Regions from separate parts of the Mus musculus genome. Here region 2 is linked to region 1. Evidence: chromatin contacts called from public promoter capture Hi-C data. All regions are on one chromosome and are shown on one strand. Each heading gives the region's core, a stretch centred on a gene start, on an enhancer-like site or on the middle of the called end of the contact. The rest is flanking DNA. Distances are from core to core; before and after follow the strand shown. Region 1 holds the start of Hhla1 (HERV-H LTR-associating 1). Region 2 holds the start of Lrrc6 (leucine rich repeat containing 6 (testis)).

Region 1 (2,986 bases), core at 295-2,794:
TGGACCCCTTGGCTCATAACCACATGGTTTCTTAAAGGAGAACCATGTGTGATGGATCATGTCTATAAACCCAGCCTTCAGGCAGTTGAGACAGGAGGATCATTCAGAGTTCAGAGCCAGACTAAGCTACAAAGGAAGTTTCAGGCCAGCCTTAAATACAGTGTGAGAACCTGTTTCAAACCAATAAAAAATATAAAGCAAAATCAAACCCCAAACAAAAACAAAAAACCCAAGTCCAAACCAACCAAACACAACATTTAACAACAGAACTGGAAATTCTTTCCTACCTGCAAAAATCCTCCCCAGAAAGTCATGGAAAGGACCCGATGCTAAACAACAAAATTGATGACTTCCGAGTATTTGAATGGATGGAAGGGTTAGAAGCCCAGAAACTCCCAAGAAGACAGATAAAAAGATGTGACTTGAGACCAGTGGGTCAAGATCCATCTAAGAGTCTTATGATACATCCTTATTTTTATCAACAAACAGCTGTAGTATTTTTGGCATATACAGTAAGATCTTAAAATTTAGAGTCTAGGTAAACATTTTATGGCTTCCAGTTAATACAGAGCACAGATTAATGTATGGTTTGAACTCACAAGCAAGTCTACCTTTCCCATTGCACTGTGAAAGGCTTAAGATAGCCCTTCGATGCAGAAATCTCAGTGGCTTAGAGGGAAAAAATGTTCACAGGTGCCTGAACAGCCAGAGTGAATGTGAGATATTTAATTCTCCATGTATCTTTATGATCACTTGCTCATCTTGTTTCTAGCTTAGAACCAGCTTCCTCTTCTTGAAGAGGAAGTAGAGGCTGGGTTAATAATTGCTCAAGGCCATTACGATGGTGATAACAGCCCGAGATTTTAATCCCAGACAGCCACCACCACAACCTTTAGAGCAACTCAAACAGGTGAGGAGCTGTCTTTTCAAAATATCTATTGAAGAGGAAAAGATGCCACCTTGACATTAGTTGCTATTATTGTCATTCCATAGTCTGAAGAAAATGAAGTCTAGAGAGCATTCATTTCAAGGCAAGAAGACCAGAAAAGCCGGGGGGTTGGGGGGGTTGTCTGTTTACTGTCTGAGTCCGTAACAGAGTTGAGATTTACTTAGCTCAGAAAGTTAAATTTGGCAGCAGCTACATTGCTGTTAGACACATCTCGGGGCATTCTTCACTTATTGGTTCAATTTCTTGGAATGAAGATCATATTTTCTTTATCTCAGAAGTGAGGACAATCAATCTGTCCCCCCACTGGCTCAAGAATGCCTTAAGATCCTAATCAATACCATAGAGGAAATGGGCAGCCACAGATTGTGATCAAAGTATGCACTCTTCACTCAATGTGCTGAAGATCTGGCAGAAAGGACTCTTCTATCTGTCAGCCTGCAGGAGCCAGAACATAGGAATTACAGCATTCCTTAGCTGAACTCACGCTTTTGGGGCGAGGAGTCCAAAGGCAGCTTAAAATATCTATAGTATACAACTCACCGGTCTCCTGAGCAGGATGAATGACTTCAAAGAATTTAGACAGCCAAGAAGATTAGCAGTGAGGTCAGAATGGTAGGATTTATATGAGTTCTTAGTGAAAGATACAGGGCGGGGCAGGGTTGGAGGAGTGGGGAAGGCTTGATAACTTTGCTTTAAATCCTCTGGGGGGAGGGGACGGGGGAAGGGGGGAGGGATAATAATCTTCCCCCAAACTTGGGGCAGTGAAAGAGGATCATCTCCATCAGAGAAAAATGCCTGTGTGATAAGCTGAATAGAATCCGTGAGCTGAATGACAAAGCAGCGATTCAGTCAGGGATGGGAAAACTTTCCGGAGAGTAATTACTCTGTGGAGGGAATAGCACAGCAGGAAGCAGGCGATGAGTCTCCCTTCCTGTCCTGGTCATCTTTGGGCACAACATCATCTGGCACACAGCCAGCCAGAGTCTTGTAAAGAAGTGTGTCCCGGCTGAGGTCAAGGATGGCAGGTACCAAGAGCAGGAGACTCAAGCCAACCAACTGCTCATGTGCACAAGGCTTTGAACGAGGGAAAGATGTCAAGGTTTTAAAAGTCAGGGGAACTAAGCAAAGGAGACTATTCTGTTGACATAAAAACCACATAGACAGATTTTAAGGCTGATAGGTGCTGTGTAGAATAAAAACACTAAATGAAGTAAGGTTGTTTTTCCTAGACCCTGAATTGTCCCAGTAAGCTAGTCAGGGCCCAGGCCCACAGGCCTGCGTGTTTCTGTTTAGGTAGAAGCTCTTTTGCCCTTCCTCTGGAAGAAAAATTAAGTTCCAACTCCTCCATCCTAGTAAACGCAACTCTGGCAAGTAAAATAAGGTAAGGTAGTTGAGGTGCAGGGCAGCAGAAGCGTCTTTAGGATTTAGAATTCTGCTTTTCTCTGGGGTTTCAGCAGGGAGTCATGATGACTGAGGTCAACACCCCAAATGACAGCTGAATCTAACATCTAATGCTTGCTCTTTTACAAACCAACCAACCAACCCAACAAGTAGCAAAAAAGTCATCAGAAGTGTGTTTATTTACAATTTTGGTGAGAACTAGGAAGAGAAAACTTCTCAGGATCTCTCTACTTTTCCTAAACCAAGGGCTGCAGTTTATAGAAAAGACGAGAGAACAGGAGCTAGGAGACATGCATGTGTGGATTCAGCTGTGAGACAAGTTACCAGAATCTTTTTCTCTGGAAGTTCCTATGTGACTTCCAGGACATCAGGGTGTAATCACTTCAGCATGAACGTTTCGGTTTGTGGTGTGTGTGTAGGCCATGTTTAACCCAGTCATCATCTATTACTTTCTGCTTTGTTTTTGAGACACAGTCTTTCACAGAACCTTGCAGGGAGGCCCCAGGACCCTGCTGTCTCTCCCCCAGCTTTAAGATCACAAATATGTATTGCTATGTTAAACTTATTTTTTTTTTTAATGTGGGTTCTAGGGATCTGAAGTCAAAATCCTCCTTCTTCCTCAGTAAGCACTTTACC
Region 2 (2,986 bases), core at 317-2,816, 520 kb after region 1:
CCGCCAGTCCTACATGGCTAATTAGGTACCTGGTGAAAACTCTCTAGCTTCTCAACAGGACATTTGTAAAGGTGACCTCTTGCAGATTTCCAAGGCAAGAAGAAACCCCACCATCTTACTCTCCTTCATTATTTATGTTTACCATCTTACATTCATTCAGTAAACTCTCCACAGCCCCTTCCTTCCTCCCTCTCTCCCTCCCTCCCATCCTCTTTCCTCCTCCTCTTTTTCTGAGACTCCCAAGTGCTCTACTGCTGAACTGTGCCCCAGCCCCAATCACAGTCTCTTGACTAAAAAATATTAATTATGGAGGATGAGATGACTCAGCTGGTAAAGAATGAAGGCATGAGTCTAGATTACTAGCATCCATGGAGGAGGGTATGTCTGTAATCCTAGCACTAGAGAGGCAGAGACAGTCAGGCCCCTCTAACTCATTGATCAGCCAGTTTAGTGAATTTACTGAATAGAAGCTCTATTTTAAATGAGAGATCCTGATTTAAAGAAAATACAGTGGGAAGCAATTGAGATGTTAGATGCCAAACTCCAGATTCCATATGCACACAAATGTGAATCTGCACACATGTATGCATGCACACACACACACACACACACTTATACACATATGGTGATACTTTGACAATGATAACTGTATGCAAATGCCATTTGTTAGCATCAAAAATTCCTTGATAATAGAAATGATTCAACCTAATCTAAAAACACTTACTCCTCACATCGCTTTGAGGACAGTTATAATAGCTTTAGATAAACACTTTTACCTATTTACTAAGACTGTAGAATAAAACCTTGCTGTGGAAATGAGGACGCTGAGGTTCAAAGATGGGGTTCCAGAGCAAAGTTATAGAACTCTTAGGATGGCCATAGAGAAGGGTGTGTACCAAACCATGACTCTGAAAATTGGTGCCCTCTTCCATTAGACTGCACTATCTTATTCAGCGAGATGGTGGCACACAGAATGTGTCACACAGGACTTCACAGCCTAACCAATCATGTGTTAAGGCTGAGCCATCCCGTCTTCCCGAAGTCCCTTTCTCCCTAGAGCCCACTTCATAGACTGGGTAGCTGCTGGCCAGTGACAAGTAGAGAACATGGCAGGCACTTGAGAGGACATAAGGAATCTGAGGGGACCTCAAGAGACCTGATAAGACTTAAGGGACTTGAAGGGACCCAAGAACTCCTGAAAGGATTTAGGAGGACCTATAGGATAATGAAATATCGTGGTGGGACTTCAGGGGGTCTTACGCAGACCCAGAAGGACCTAAGGGATCTTGAGGGAATCTGAGGAGTACTGGGCAGAAGACAGAGAGCCTGGTGCAGCTGAGGCACCTGGGGGCTGGCCCTGCGGTGGGAGGAGGGGAACTGGCTGGCCGTGGGGAGCGGGTGCTGAGCCCACCGAGGGTGAGGGTCGCTTACTTCGGCCCATGGTGCTTTTCTGGATCTCTGGTCAGGGAAACAGGGAGACCGGCAGGCAGGATTTCCCTCAGCCCTAGCAGCTGCGCCTCTCAGAGTGTGGGACGCAATCCGGGAGTCATGGCAACAGGGATTCTATGGCAGCCGCAGGAGGTCAGGTGGCGCTGGGTTTCCTGACTTCCGGAAGAGAAGCAGTAAGAATAGCAGTGGCAAGCTCCACTGTCCCTGACCTAATCCTGTTCCCTGTCCCCACCTGTGGCTTTCTTTGGAGCAGTCCTGCCCAGATCAAAGAGTCACAGGGAGCCTTTACTTCCTAATGGGATCTTTCCCTGGGCGTGTTTTCTGCCTGTTTTCTCCGTACTCTCAATTCTATTTGACTTGTGAAAAGTCACGAAGATTTGATTTGGCTCCCACTCTATTTATTAGAGTTGTGACCTTAAACGTCTTTAGCATTTGTCCCTGAGTCTAAGACAAATAATAAGCTGAACTCAAACAAACAAACAAAAAAAAACTTTGTGGAGCTTAAATAATATGTCTGAACTGAAAGACTGTTTTAATTTTGTTTTTCTTTTTAAATTATTGTTTAAGAACTTAGGACTTAAAAAAAATATGTTCATTATAGATTAGTTGTTACCATTCAATTACAACCTTTTAAATCATAGCTCTACGTTCACTCACTCCCTACAATTATATATATATATACACATTCATACATATTATACAATTATATTTTTATGACCTGTCCCACTTCGCCTACACACCACCCCTTTAATTCTAAGGCACAGAAGTGTCCTTCTAAGCTCACAATGCATGTCTGGTATTTTCCTAGTCCCATTTCTCAAGTGTCTGAAGACTCTAAGAAAAGTTGGGTAAGATTAATCATTCCTCCTCAAATGTTCAGATAATATTTAATGTGGCACAACTTAGTAAGCGAATGTAGGTATGCCATAGTTGCAAACGTAAATATAACTCTCCATTTGCTTTTTAAAAATGCAATTTGTAAAAGGTTTTTATTTTTTAAATCCTCTAGTCACAGTAAACCAGTACAGTGCATTGCGCTTAATTTGTGCAGTCTGTATGCATTTTAAAAGATTTATTTAAAAAAAAAGATTTACTGAGCATTGCTAAGTGCAAAGAAATTTATGATTTCAAGAGGTGTCTGTTCAGCGTTGGCTGTTGGCCATCATAGGCTGGGTCAGGTGTAGATGAGGGTGTGGATGTGACAGAGACAAGAAACTCAACAGGCATGGCATGGAGGAGGGCAGATGATGGTCATCAGTATGGCCTAGATGGAATTGCACAGAGGAGTTTTGAACAGTAATCCTGAAAGAGTAGATAAGAAATAGTGTGCCTCACTGGCCAAGCCTGAAGTACTGAATCGGAATGATAGAATTTTAGGCACCATGTCCCCTTAGTGGGAGAAGTACTTTGGAATTCCAGGAGGTAACCAATAGCACTCAGAATAAATTTAAGTGACATCTACTATCTCTACAAATATGCCCAGTTCTTCATTTCCTGGGGTTTTTGTTGTTGTTGTTTGGTTTGGTTTTGGGTGTTT

The links. Promoter capture Hi-C pulls out the DNA fragments that hold promoters and counts their contacts.
Region 2: a contact with region 1 is called in a promoter capture Hi-C map of embryonic stem cells, with 2.5 times the contacts expected there. The contact joins the promoter of Lrrc6 here to the promoter of Hhla1 in region 1. A contact is called at or near these places in 3 of 39 promoter capture datasets (embryonic stem cells, hippocampal neurons and stem cell-derived epiblast-like cells).

Annotation. Positions count from the first base shown.
Region 1 is chr15:65,975,260-65,978,245 of GRCm38.p6, forward strand. It overlaps Hhla1 (HERV-H LTR-associating 1), which reads right to left and starts at 1,545. Exons shown (of 17, transcript NM_001145096.1): 1 at 1,490-1,545.
Region 2 is chr15:66,499,344-66,502,329 of GRCm38.p6, forward strand. Lrrc6 (leucine rich repeat containing 6 (testis)) reads right to left here and starts at 1,567. Exons shown (of 12, transcript NM_019457.2): 1 at 1,432-1,567. The coding sequence starts at 1,441. Gm31006 (a long non-coding RNA gene) reads left to right here and starts at 1,522. Exons shown (of 5, transcript XR_384154.3): 1 at 1,522-1,622; 2 at 2,258-2,297.